2 separate regions of the Mus musculus genome follow, and region 2 is linked to region 1. The links are chromatin contacts, called in public Hi-C maps. All regions are on one chromosome and are shown on one strand. Each heading gives the region's core, a stretch centred on a gene start, on an enhancer-like site or on the middle of the called end of the contact. The rest is flanking DNA. Distances are from core to core; before and after follow the strand shown.

Region 1 (7,127 bases), core at 3,784-6,283:
CCAGGAAGCTAGGATAAGGGTCTTAAAGCCCACACCCACAGTGACACGCCTACTCCAACAAGGCCACACCTCCTAATAGTGCCACTACCTACAACAAGCTTATACAAACCATCGCACATGTCAATCTTATTTTCTTGAACGGGATTGAATGTAAAGAAACAAATTTTCCTTTATAAACATTACTTCAGTATCTTTTCCATGAATTATTAACCCTTCCAAGGCTCAGAAAAGATTGAATAATATCTTTATAATCCAATCTACAACTATCTTCATCCCAGTCAATTCTCAAGCTTTTCGCCGTATTTATGTAGCAGACACTAAAAAAAATAAAAATAAAAATAAAATAAAATAAAATAAACTTTTAGAAGATGTTTTCACCACTAGAATTTTCTGCACAGTCAATCCATACCAACTTTTGCCATCAAACTTGGGAGTCACAGTCCACAGTCCACATTCCACACCTGTCCTCCATAGTCCAATAAATAGATCCAACTATTTTAAAAGGAGATTTAGTCAACCTGGCTACAGTGGGAAGCAAGAAAAGGAGATCTTGTGAATCCTCTAAATCAGTCTTCATGGTCCTGAGGTGAGCTTAAAGTATAAATAGGGAACAAATATAGCAGGGCTAAGCAGTCCTGGTCAAGGTGTGGTCCCACACACCACTGACCCAGCCTTGCCTGGGTTTCAGGCTCACCCTGTAAGGTGGTCTAACAGGTGTTAGAACAGTGTGGAATCTCTTTCCAGAAGGCATGTTCCTCTCTAGCTGCTCCACGTAGCTTCTCCCAGAGTGAGATTCCTGGGGAAATTCCCACTTGTTTGGGATTTGTTGTTTCTATAGTCTCATAGTGAGATTGAGAGACACACACTGTCTCTTCAGAATACTTCACTTCTGCTAGGCCAATTGTACCTCAACTAAACCTATCTTAAACAAAAACCTCTTTTCCCAATAACCAGTTCTCTTTATCCATATTTTGTCTCAGACTACTGTGTTCTGTCATTTCTCTTATTTGCCATCAATCAATAAAGACAGCATGTAGTCATTATTACTTCCTATTCTGAACTCTTCGTTTAAACCATGCTTCCCCAAGACTTCTTATACTGCTGCACTTCAAACAGTGTCTCCATCAGTAGGGACCCTGACATCGTGTGTCAGAAGATCAGAGCTCATCTATAGTCTCTGGTTCCTAAGGTTCCCAGGATCTGAGCCCTGTGCAGGCTGTGGGTCTGGGCTGCTGAGTGCTAGGCTTACAGGGTACAGTCTCCAGCTACTTGAGCAGAAGCGTCCATGCTGACTCAGAGCTAGACATAGCAAGCATTTTCACTTTGCATGCAAGTGTACGTATGTGTCATCCACACCTCTCAATCTTCTTGAGTTCTCAGACTGAGAACTGGCATTATCACAGAGTGGAGTTCAGCGAGAGAGGCTTCTCCTACTGCTGCCTTTTTTAAAACACTAAGTTCTAAAAATAAGCAGCAAAGCATTGAACAGATTTTGTATTGCAAAGGCATCTGTTTATAAAGGCTGCCCTTTTGTCTTGGGTTGGCTGTAATCACCTGTGGCTGCTGTATTTAGATGCTTGGGCTCCCCTGAATAGACTGGGGTTGTGGGGAGAATGGCATTCCTTGCCAGACTCTCATTTTTTTATAATTCTGCAAACAAACTACAGCTGACTAGACATCCAAAGGCCAAGGAATATTCCCGTGCCAATGAGACTGTGCTAAATTGACTTTGCTTTAAACACACTGTTGGAGTGGGGGAGGGAGAAGGAGAGGGAGAGAGAGAGAGAGAGAGAGTCAGAGAAAGAGAGAGAGAGAGAGAGAAGGATCATGTGGCACAAGTGGGATCAGGGAGGAGACAAGGGAAGGGAAAGTATAATTAGAATATAGTTATGAAAAATTATTTTCAATTAAAAACATACTCAGAGTCATTATTAAAACCCTATTGTGTAATGTGCATGACATATGGCATACTAAGATAGAAGTGAGTCTGACACAGTCCTCCATTAGAAGAGAGTTACTAGAACTTGCTTTTTTACTGAGTTGATTATTTGCCACTCTAAATTGCATAGTCTCATCTGCATGATCACACTGAATGCTCAGAACCCCAAAGGGAGATAATGTTCCCTCCATTTTATAAGAAGAGAAATGTAAAGCCAGGCAGTGGTGGCACGCATCTTTAATCCCAGCACTTGGGAGGGAGAGGCAGGCGGATTTCTGAGTTCAAGGCCAGCCTGGTCTACAGAGTGAGTTCCAGGACAGTCAGGGCTATACAAAGAAACAAACAAAAAAAAAACCCAAAAGAGAAGAAGAAGAAGAAGAAGAAGAAGAAGAAGAAGAAGAAGAAGGAGGAGGAGGAGGAGGAGGAGGAGGAGGAGGAGGAGGAGGAGGAGGAGGAGGAGGAGGAGGAGGAGGAGGAGGAGGAGGAGGAGGAGGAGGAGGAGGAGGACAGGAGGGGAAGGAGGAGGAGGAGGAGGGGAGGAGAGGAGGGGGAGGAGGACAAGGAGGACGAGAATGAGGACGAGGAGGAATGTGTAACCCACTCAAGCTTCTCATTGCTAGGTGGTTCAGGGCTGCCATCACCAATCAAAGTGTTTTGCAAATGACTGATAGTTCACATGTTATTTAGAAATGAATTGTCAGTGCCACCCTTTGGCAGCCCAGGAGTCCTCTACCATGACACTCTCCTCATCTATCAGCAGTGACTGCCAGGAGTTCTTTGACTACAGGACTTGACAATTCACATCTGATCAATTAAAAGTGAACTCAAAGATACAAGCTGGTCAAATAACATCTGCACCTAGACAGACATGTGAAGTAACAAAGGGATTCAGACTTCCGGCAGGAAACCTGAATAATAAACTTGGAAGGATTTTAAGAGTTTACCTTGACCAAGGTTCCTTCTTCATGGATAAAAAACAAAGATGTCTCCAAAAGGCATCATGAAAAACCACAGGGTTGCTGGTGGAGTTGGAAGTCTGTGGAACCCCCTGTAATGGGCTTCTGAGTCACCAGGCAGATCTAAGGGTGTTATCATCACCATGTCTACTAGCCTACAATACCACCACCAATAACATCAGCGGAAAGCTGATCCTCTGCAGATGCCAGAAATCAAGGACCAGAGAGACGGAGTGACCACCTCAGACTCACAGTAGTGAACGAGAATAAAAACAGCATTGCTCCATAAAGTCCGTGCTTCTCTTCATCATTGAGAACAGTAGAAGCTTTATGAGAACACGATGACTGCCATCTTCTAATGAGACAGTACGCAGAATGCCTTAATTGCATTGAATTATTTAGTTAGCTTTTAGAATAACCCCAAGTCAGTGCCTTTTTTTTTTTTTTTTTTTTTGGCTTCTTTCAGTTAGAAACAACACAGCCTGGAGAGATTAAGTAAATTATGTAGGAGCACACAGGAATTGGCAGACCTACAACTCTAATTCAAGGTACTTCACACCACATCTTTTCTTTTTCAAATTGAGAAAAGAATTTCATATAATATACTTTGAGCATGTTTTCCTCTCTCCCAGATCTTATACCCAGATCTTATACCCACCTACTCCCCAACTTTATGATCTCTCTTTATTCTCTCTCTGTCTCTCTCAAACAATAAAAAAATAAGAAACACACACATGTGTGTGCGCGCACACACATAACCTGAAACACACACACAAAATGGAAATCAAACTAAACAATCAAAAGACTGATGTGACAAAAAATATCCAAACAGGAATTGGAGAGATGGCCCAGCGATTAAGAGCACTGGCTCCTCTTCCAGAAGTCCTGAGTTAAATTCTCAGCAATCACCGAGCAGTGGTGGCACACACCTTTAATCCCAGCACTTGGGAGACAGAGGCAGGTGGATTTCTGAGTTTGAGGCCAGCCTGGTCTACAGAGTGAGTTCCAGGACAGCCAGGGCTATACAGAGAAACCCTGTCTCGAAAAACAAAAGTAAGTAAGTAAGTAAATAAATAAATAAATAAATAAATAAATAAATAAATAAATCTCAGCAACCACATTGACCATCTACAATGTGATCTGATGCCCTCTTCTGGCAAGCAGGTATATATGCAGACAGAGCACTCATATACATGAAATAAATAAATATTTTTTTTAATCCAAACAAATCAAATGAGACAGGAAAAAAAATTACAAAACACCATTGAGTTCATGTTGTGTCAGCCAGCTACTCCTGGGCGGGGCCTACTCTAATTTGTGGTCAATTATCCAGTGAGACTCCATTGCAGTCTAATTTTTCCTTTTCCAGAGATCAATTGCAGATAGTTTCTTAGTTAAGGCTAGGAGTCTATATCTACTTCTCCCTCCCAGTCCAGTTGTTTCTGGAAGACACTATTTCCTTGCGGTCAGCCATCACCTCTGGCTCTTATAAATGTACTACCTCCTTTTCTGCATAGATCCCTGAGTCCTGAGGGAAGGGTTTTATGAAGACGGCACACTTAGGACAGGGTGCTCCTAAGTCTCTCACTGCACAAATTTCCCATTCGAGACTCCATATGTTAGTTCCTATCTACTGCAAAAGCTGCTTCTCTGTATAGTCTAGCAGAATGTCATTAGAAGTCATTTTGTGGCTATGTTCCTTTTGCAGAATAACAGTGTTAGAATTTCTCCCTAGTCCCAGATCTTGTCTCCCTACCTAGTCTCAGATCTTGGCCCCCTTAGCAGTGCCAGTTATTTCTTCAATGTCTTAAAGGTTTTATTACCATGGTTAGAGTCATCCGAGATATATATGTTTAGGCTACTGTACAGCATACCTTATTAATCATCACAGAGCACTGCCTCTTCATCTGCCTCTCCTGGGAGAATGCTGACATGTGTGCAGTTCTCCTTATGTATTTGTGGATTCAACAGTGTGTAGCCACACAAGATCCCAGGTCTATCAGTTTGGTCTAATATCAGGGAGTGACTCTGAATAAAGTACCCCATGTGTCTCGTCTAGCTGAGAGGACAGGTCAGTGTGGCTTGCTTTTAAAAGGCTGGTAGGAGCAGTCTGTTAGGAAAGAGTGCCCTCTTCTGACATAGTCGGGGTTCTGCAGTCTCAAGCCCTCTTAGTCTCTTAGAAACCACAGGAACTGCAGGCTTGCAAAGAGGCCAGCCAGCTCTGGCACCAGCCCTTAGATCAGAGGTTCTGGGGCTCACAACCCTTTTTGGGGGTCAAACAACCTTTTCACAGGGGTCACATACCATATCAGATATTTACATTATGATTCATAACAGTAGCAAATTTACAGTCATGAAGTACCAACAAAAATAACTTTATGTTGGGGTCACCAGCATCAGGAAGGGAAGGTTGAGAAGCACTGTCAGAGATACTGCTCTACTTTTGTCACATCTAGCCTAAGTTTGAGGCCAAATCAGATGTCGGGTTGTGGTTATGATTATAGCATCTTTTTCTTTGATCATTCCTCTGCTCAAGTGTCCTCTCAATCATCCTCTGCTTTATCCCCCTGGACTCCTTCGGCCCAGGACTTGTGTGGAGAGGCCAACATTTCCCATCATCCTTTGCTTCCTGACAGTTGACTTCTCTGACCCTTTTTCTCTCACCCTGCTTCCATCTATAGCTCCTCTCTGTTCTTGTTTACTGTTGCCATAGATGCCGTGGTTCTGTCTGTCACAGGGATAGCCTCCACCTGAATTGCTTCCCAGGATTCCCCCAATGTTGACCTATCAGACCAGAGGTGCTACCAATGGGAAGCAGTAACAGGGGAAATATTGACAAAGATGGGCAAGCGCCTCTCCAACAGCCATGGTCCAGATGTAGCCTGCCTGCTCCCTTACCTGTGGGCATGAGCAGGTGAGGGCAGACTAGACTGCAAACCCCTGAAAGGAATGGATACTGTGGTCTCTAACACCTAATCCTGACCATTTACAATGGCTCCATGGTGCAGGAACTATATGGACACCTGGAAGAGAGAGAGAGAGAGAGTCGGAGAAAGAGTCTTGAATTAGAAACCCTACTCTATGCTCGTTTCTGAGTGGCTCAACAAGTCTAAGCCACCTTCCCTATAAGAGCAAATGATAACTTTATGATGGATTAAGCCTTCTGAATTTCATAGTCAGACTTTATAGAGTCAATAAATATCTGGCAAGCTGCTTCTAACCTGGTGTCCTATAGTTTTGTAACAAATACCTATAAAATCCCAGGAAAAGATAAATCTAATAATGATACTAAACACTAAAATTGAAGACTCAGAAACCTACCAACAGAAGATGTGATTTGAATCTGAGGTGTCCTGCACAGCTCTTTGGTTCGTGGCACTGTCTGGAGAGACTGTGGAACCTTTAGGTGTGAGATGTCTGATGGAAGTCCTTCACTGGGCCTGAGACTTGGAACATGGTAGCCTAGCCTCGGTTCTCATCCCCACTCCGTGCTCCCCCCTCTGTGCTCCACATTGGTATACGAACATGCTCGTCACCATGCTGTGCTCTCACCTACACACTGAGCAGCGCTGCCAAGTCCTCCTAACTGTGGTGACCTGTAACCTTCTGGGACCATGAACCTAGATAAAATCTTCCTTCATTGTTTCTAGCAAGTGTTTTAGTCACCATGATGCAAAGGTAACTAACTAATGTAGAGGGTAAGATGAATCTCCTAAAACTTTAAGGTCTTTAGAATTGAAGAACAATAGGACAACTTGGCTGTTAGAAAAATCAGAGCAGACATATGTGAAAGTAAGCAGAAAAAGTCACTTTCTTACACTACAAGATTCTCCCAACTCTCCAGTCTAGTGCAGAAGTGCAGAAGACAAACTCAGTCCTGGGATCGCACTTCCACAGGGTGGAGAAATCTTGAAGAAATAAGAATGGCATCCTCCCACAATTCAAAGTATCAGCCTGAAGGCTGACCTCCGATCTCCCCAGCCTTAGTTTTCAGTGATAAATCAAGAGTAGCATAAGAGTTGACAGTCATCCTGATGGTTGGTCTTGACTGTCAATTTGACAAGTTCTAGAAACAAGAGTCTGGGCATACCTGTAAAGGATTACCTATGCTTAGTTAACTGTGATGCAAAGGCCCACCCTAAATGTGGGCGGCACCATTCTGAAGGCTGGGAAGGCAGGATCCATAAAAAAGAGAGAGAGAGCTAAGCAAACAGGAACATCCATCTTCCTGT
Region 2 (7,307 bases), core at 103-2,602, 79 kb before region 1:
GAGGCCGTTAAGAAGGAAAGAAATAAATCCCTGAAATAAATCTAGGAAAGGGGCTGGAGAGATAGCTTGGAGGTTAAGAGCACTGGCTGCTCTTCCAGAGGTGCTGAGTTTAATTCCCAGTAACTACGGGTGGGTCATAACCATTTATATTAAGATCTGGTGCCCTCTTCTGGCAGGCAGGCATACATGCAAGCAGAATCTTTTTAAAATGTTTAAAAAATTAAAAAAAAATTTTTTTAATTAAAAAAAAAGAAAATTAGGAAAAAACAACAAACAATCGTAGGAAATGAAGAAACCCAAGAAAGTTAAACAACAACAAAAATCAAACAAAACCAAAAAATCCAAATAGCTGAAGGAAATGAATAAAATTGCTCAAGACCTGAAACTGGAAATATATACAGTAAATAAAACACAAACTGAAGGAATTCTGGAAATGAAAAGTTTAGAAATTTGAGCAGGAACTATAGAGGCAAGCTTCACTAACAGAATACAAGAGATGGAAGAGAAGATCTCAAACACTGAAGTATGATGGAAGAAGTGGATAGATCAGTTAAAGAAAATGTTAAATAAAAAAAATTTCCTGACACAATGCATCCAGAAAATCTGGGACACTATGAAAAGACAAAACCTAAGAATACTAACAACAGAAGAAGGTGAAAAAACTCAGCTCAAAGGCTCAGAAAATATTTTCAACAAAATCATAGAAAAGATTTTCCAAATCTAAAAATAGGACATACCTATAAAGGTACAAAAATCATACAGAACACCAAATGGATTGGACCAGAAGACAAAGCCTCCTTGCCACATAATAACCAAAACACCAAGCATCCAGAACAAAGAGAGAATATTGAAAACTTCAAGGGAGAAAGGTCAAGTCACATATAAAGGCAGACCTATCAGAATGACACCTGATTTCTCAATGGAAACTCTAAATGCCAGAAGGGCCGGGACAGATGTCTTACAGACTTTGAAAGACCACAGACGCCAGACAGACTACTATACCCAGCAAATCCTTCAATCACCATAGATGGGGCAAATAAGATATTCATTAAAAAGCTAAATTTAAACTATATCTAGCTACAAATCCAGCCCTACTGTAGGTCCTAGAAGGGAAAGACCAATGCAAGGAGGTTAACTAGACCCATGAAAACACAGGAAATAAACAATCTCACACCAGCAATGTAGGCATAATGTTATTGTGCACTGTGTGAAGATTCAAATGCCAATTTCTGTCTCCCCTGTATCTGATTGCAATCCTTATTCAGAGAATCTCCAGTCTCAAGCTTGTGTAAACACCAGCTCCCCATTTGTTCCCAGATGTGTCAATAAAGACAGCTTAACAGCCAATGACTAAGCAGAGGAGAGAATAGGGCTGGACTTCCTGCCAGCCAGGGAAGCGGGTGGGAGAGAGAAGTAGGGTTTAGCCACCGGGAAAGAGTCCAGGAGACACCATGAGAGAACAGACCACGAAGAGAAAGCTGTAAAATGCAAATATCTCATGTACCTTACGGACCTGGGCTGAGGTAACCAGGCTAGCATAGAAGATTAAAATAGAGTAATATTGCTCAGTTATTGTGCCTTTAAAGCTTGTTAAATAATATAATAATCCAGCCTCAATCATTTGGGAGATAGCTGGATAAGAAGAAAAACTGTAACACACTTATTAAAAAGCCACTAACACAGCAAAACCAAAAGAAGGGAAGTACAACCACATACCACCACCACAAACAACAAAAACAATACCACCACCACCTCCACCATCTCCACCACTACCACCACAACCAAAAACATAACAACTACAATACCACCTCCACTACCACCACCACCAACAACAACAACAACAATGCTATCATCACCAACAACAAAATGACAGGAATCAACAATTATTGGTCATTGCTATTTCTCAATACCCACAGTCTCAATTCCCCAGTAAAAAGACACAGACTAACAGACTAGATGTGAAACCAGGATCCATCCTTCTGCTTCATCCGAGAAGCATACATCATTAACATCGAGCATGGACATTGCCTCAGGGTAAAAGGTTGAGAAAAGATATTCCAAGCAAATGGATTTAAAAGTTGTGAAAATTTTAATATCTAACAAAATAGACTTCAAGCCAAAACTAATCAAAAGGGACAGAAAAGGACACTTTATAGTCATCAAAGGAGAAATTCACCAAAATGACATTTCAGTTCTTAATATCTATGCCCCAAACACAAAGGCACCCATTTCTGTGAATAACACTACTACAGCTTAAACCACCTATTGACTTTCACACCGTGATAGCTGGAGAGTTCAATACTCCACTCTCACTAATGTACAGGCCATCCAGACTAAAACTAAACAGAAATTCTATACCAAATAACAGACCTAACAGAATATTTTAATATTTACAGAGCATTTGACCCAAACATGGAAGAATATACCTTCTTTTTAGCACCTCACAGAACTTCCTCCAAAATTGACCACATATTCTCACACAAAGAAAGTCTGAAGAGATAAATTAAAAACTCATGGAAACTGCACAACTTTCTCCAATATGAAAAGTGGGTCAAGACAGAAAAAAGAAAAAAATTAAACTCCTCCTCCTCCTCTTCCTCCTCCTCCTCCTCCTCCTCCTCCTCTCTACTTTCCCCTCCCACAGCCCTTCCCTCTCCTTCTCTGAGAAGGGGAAGGTCGCCCCTGGGTACCAACCCATTCTGGCACATGGAGCCACAGCAGGCCAGGCAAGGCAACCCAGTTAGAACAGGATCCACAGGCGGGCAACAGAGTCATGGACAGTCCCTGCTCCAGTTGTTTGGGGACCCATATAAAGACCAAGCTGCACATCTGCTACATATGTGGGGTGGTTAGGGTGGTTAGGTCCAGCCCATACATGTTCTTTGGTTGGTGGTTCAGTTTCTGGGAGCCCCCAAGTGTCCTTGTTTGTTGACTCTGTTTTCTTGTGGAGTTCCTCAATCCTTACCCCAATTCTTCCACAAGACTCTCTGAGCTCCATCTAATGTTTCGCTGTGGGTCTTTACTTCTGTTTCAGTCAGCTGGTGGGTGGAGCCTCTCAGAAGATAGTTATGCTAGGCTCTTGTCTGCAAACATAATTGAGTATCATTAATAGAATCAGGAATTGGTTCTTGCCTATGGGATGAATCTCAAATTGGACCAATCACCCTCATAGACTCCTTGGAGCCTCCCCAGTCCAGGTGTCTGGCATGACCAAGAGATGCACCCCCCACGTCCATCCCCTACCCTGTCCGTAGATTTCACTCTCCTGGCTCTCTCCCCAGCTCTCCCTACACCTGACCCCCTCTGCCGTTCTTCTCCCCGTCCCCTCTCCTACCCAGTTCCCTTCATCCACCTCCAATGACTGTTTTATTTCCCCTTCTGAGTGAGGTTCAAGAAGCCATTCTATCATTGCCTAATCCCTTAGTGGCAGTTAGGGTTACCACTTCAGAGGAACAGATGATACAAACAGTAATAGACATTTAGTGTATAATAAAGAGGGACAGGGAGTTTTGAGAAACAGTGCACGGGCCCATATTTCTGAGCCCCCCTTTCCCTTTGTAGCCAATTATATCAGATTGTAAAGTTGAGATCCCACTACTAGGATGAGCTATTGTCACCACATATGTCAGGGATAAAAGACAGAGGTCATTTTGGCAGTTACTCGCTAGCCTGGTTTGGTTCCCAGAACACTAGTTTTCAAAAAGAAGTTGCCTGGCTGAGATACTGTCCCTTTGCTTCTGAGTTCCTTGTGGGACACCAAGAATATTCTTTCCAACAGTTATACATCTACCATTTAGGACCAATAACTCAACAGTCACCCTCTGCATTAAGCATCACCCGCTGGGAAAAAAGGAGCTTCTCTAATCAAGCTGGAAGCAGCACTAATGCAAGACTGCAAACATAAACGTGTCCATTTAACACAACTGAGAGAGAGTCCCCTTTGGGCCGGAGCCATTTGCCGCCCAGAGCTTTTGCGCGTCCCGGAACTTTTGACCAGACATGGATTGACCCCTGTGGAGCCATTCTCAGTGGCTGGTTGCATCCATAGTAGACATGTCACTCACTGCTGCCCCATTGGGCATACAGTGCCTAGCAGCTGAGACCCCACATCTACAGCTACGAAAGACATCTTCTTAGGTGAAAAACAAAATAAGTAAGAGTCTAAGCCATTGGTACTTCAGGTCTCTATACCTAGCAATTAAGCAAATTGCTAATATTTAAAAGTCAACATTATATCAAAATATTAAAATTATATTTAATGATAAAAATCTTTGGTTGGAAAAGGTAAAATGGAGAAGATGAAGTAAGAAAAGCATGTGGCATTAGTATCTTTTACCTGTTTAGAAACAATTTATATTTTTAATGTTTTGAATAACTGCAATGTGTTTTAAGAATCTGTAACATATTGGAAGACTGAACACATTGGTCAAGAATTTCCAGTTCTTCAGTGTGTACTAAGCAAGTGCTTAAGAAGTGTAAGAGGTTTTTGAGAGAAAAATGTTAATATTTGAGTTCTCATGTATGTTTTAGCATGATTCTCTAAAGAGTTTACAATTATGAAGATACCCCTACACACACACGATATTCTAAGGAAACATCCCCAAGTTGTTAGCATATTTCTTGAAGGTAGTGATTTTTTATTTAATATCTCACAGGTTCAGTCTGATGATCTTGTGCCAATAACTGATAACAAATGTCAATTTTCTCTTTAATTGTGACTCTCAGTTTTCCCTTAATGATTTATGTAAGTTCTTCTCCTGTCTTCTCCTAGCACAAATGACCAATCACAACAAAGTATAAACCTCATTTCTATTTATAAAAATACACACAATAAGAGAACAGGTGTCCGCCCGGCTTGGGAGGCTTCTGCCTCAGGTTCCGTGGGAGCCATCTCGGTTCTGGGACTCTACAGCGGGCAGTCTGCACAGGTGAGAGTGTGGACTACAGAGGCTAGCAGCTTCTGGGACAGGCGAGAGCCACAGACCTTCTGAGGAGGCGCCATTTTCGGCTCCAGACAACCAGCCACCTTCCTGATCAGAGGACAGGTGTCCGCCCGGCCCAGGAGGCTTCTGCCTCAGGTTCCGCAGCAGCCATCTTGGTTTTGGGACTCTGTGGAGGACAGTCTGCACAGGTGAGAGTGTAGACTACAGAGACTAGCAGCTTCTGGGACACACGAGAGCCACAGAGCTTCTAGGGCAGCGCCATTTTCGGGCTCCAGACATCCGGCCACCTTCCTGGCCAGAGGACAGGTGTCCACCCAGCCTGGGAGGCCTTTACCTCAAGATCCACGGGAGCCATCTTGGTTTCAGGACTCCGCGGAAAGTAGTCTACACAGGTGAGACTGTGGACTACTGAAACAATGGCTACTGTGACAGGCCAAAGCAACACAGCTTCTGTGAAAGATCCTGTTTTGGGCCTTCATCTTCGGCCAGGAGGAGGTCCAAACGCCAGATAACTGTGCACCTTCCCTGAAAGAGGAGACCTTGCCTGCAGAGACTGCTCTGACCACTGAAACTCAGAGGAGAGAGCTAGTCTCCCAGGTCTGCTAATAGAGGGTAACAAAATCACCAGAGGAACAATCTCTAAACAGAGACAACTATAACAACTAACTCCAGAGATTACCAGATGGCGAAAGGTAAACGTAAGAATCTTACTAACAGAAACCAGGACCACTCACCATCATCAGAACCCAGCACTTCCACTACGCCCAGTCCAGGGCACCCCAAAACACCCGAAAAGCTAGACCTGGATTTAAAAGCATATCTCATGATGATGGTAGAGGACATCAAGAAGGACTTTAACTCACTTAAAGAAATACAGGAGAACACTGCTAAACAGGTAGAAGACATTAAAGAGGAAGCACAAAAATCCCTTAAAGAATTGCAGAAAAACAGAACCAAACAGGTGATGGAATTGAATAAAACCATCCAAGACCTAAAAAGGGAAGTAGACACAATAAAGAAAACCCAAAGTGAGGCAACGCTGGAGATAGAAACCCTAGAAAAGAAATCTGGAACCATAGATGTAAGCATCAGCAATAGAATACAAGAGATGGAAGAGAGAATCTCAGGTGCAGAAGATTCCATAGAGAACATCGGCACAACAATCAAAGAAAATACAAAATGCAAAAAGATCCTAACTCAAAACATCCAGGAAATCTAGGACACAATGAGAAGACCGAACCTACGAATAATAGGAGTCGATGAGAATGAAGATTTTCAACTCAAAGGACCAGCAAATATCTTCAACAAAATTATAGAAGAAAACTTCCCAAATCTAAAGAAAGAGATGCCCATGAACATACAAGAAGCCTACAGAACTCCAAATAGACTGGACCAGAAAAGAAATTCCTCCCGACACATAATAATCAGAACAACAAATGCACTAAATAAAGATAGAATACTAAAAGCAGAAAGGGAAAAAGATCAAGTAACATATAAAGGCAAGCCTATCAGAATTACACCAGATTTTTCACCAGAGACTATGAAAGCCAGAAGAGCCTGGACAGATGTTATACAGACAGTAAGAGAACACAAATTCCAGCCCAGGCTACTATACCCAGCCAAACTCTCAATTACCATAGATCAAGAAATCAAAGTATTCCACGACAAAACCAAATTCACACATTATCTTTCCATGAATCCAGCCCTTCAAAGGATAATAACAGAAAAAATCCAAAACAAGGACGGAAACCACGCCCTAGAAAAAGCAAGAAGATAATCCCTCAACAAACCTAAAAGAAGACAGCCACAAGAACAGAATGCCAACTTTAACAACAAAAGTAACGGGAAGCAACAATTACTTTTCCTTAATATCTCTTAATATCAATGGACTCAACTCCCCCAATAAAAAGATATAGACTAACAAACTGGCTACACAAACAAAACCCAACATTTTGCTTCCTACAGGAAACTCATCTCAGGGAAAAAGACAGACACTACCTCAGAGTAAAAGGCTGGAAAACAATTTTCCAAGCAAATGGTGTGAAGAAACAAGCTGGAGTAGCCATTCTAATATCTAACAAAATCGACTTCCAACCCAAAGTAATCAAAAAAGACAAGGAGGGGCACTTCATACTCATCAAAGGTAAAATCTTCCAAGAGGAACTCTCAATTCTGAATATCTATGCTCCAAATACAAGGGCAGCCACATTCATTAAAGAAACTTTAGTAAAGCTCAAACCACACATTGTACCTCACACAATAATAGTGGGAGACTTCAACACACCACTTTCACCAATGGACAGATCATGGAAACAGAAACTAAACAGAGACACAGTGAAACTAACAGAAGTGATGAAACAAATG

What was found. Hi-C and Micro-C count contacts between places; a contact is called where the count stands out from the background.
Region 2: a Hi-C map of bone marrow-derived macrophages shows a contact between it and region 1, with 7 times the contacts expected there. The contact joins two enhancer-like sites. A contact is called at or near these places in 4 of 39 promoter capture datasets (the C10 cell line, the HPC-7 cell line, embryonic stem cells and 1 more), 3 of 15 datasets of contacts at CTCF or cohesin (CD8 T cells, large pre-B cells and pro-B cells), 50 of 484 Hi-C or Micro-C datasets (the 63-12 cell line, B cells, the BV-2 cell line and 32 more), 5 of 115 datasets of contacts at active chromatin or transcription factors (bone marrow-derived dendritic cells, embryonic stem cells and microglia) and 1 of 9 other capture datasets (bone marrow-derived macrophages).

Annotation. Positions count from the first base shown.
Region 1 is chr3:87,241,732-87,248,858 of GRCm38.p6, reverse strand. No RefSeq gene overlaps it. Among named protein-coding and RNA genes, the nearest start is that of Fcrls, 18 kb to the left of the region's middle. Within about 2 kb of position 5,033, at least 3 of the 459 cell types and tissues checked have an H3K27ac peak or open chromatin away from gene starts, as enhancers often do. A contact at or near this core is called in bone marrow-derived macrophages, where this site is marked.
Region 2 is chr3:87,316,831-87,324,137 of GRCm38.p6, reverse strand. No RefSeq gene overlaps it. Among named protein-coding and RNA genes, the nearest start is that of Gm31879, 30 kb to the right of the region's middle. Within about 2 kb of position 1,352, at least 6 of the 459 cell types and tissues checked have an H3K27ac peak or open chromatin away from gene starts, as enhancers often do. A contact at or near this core is called in bone marrow-derived macrophages, where this site is marked.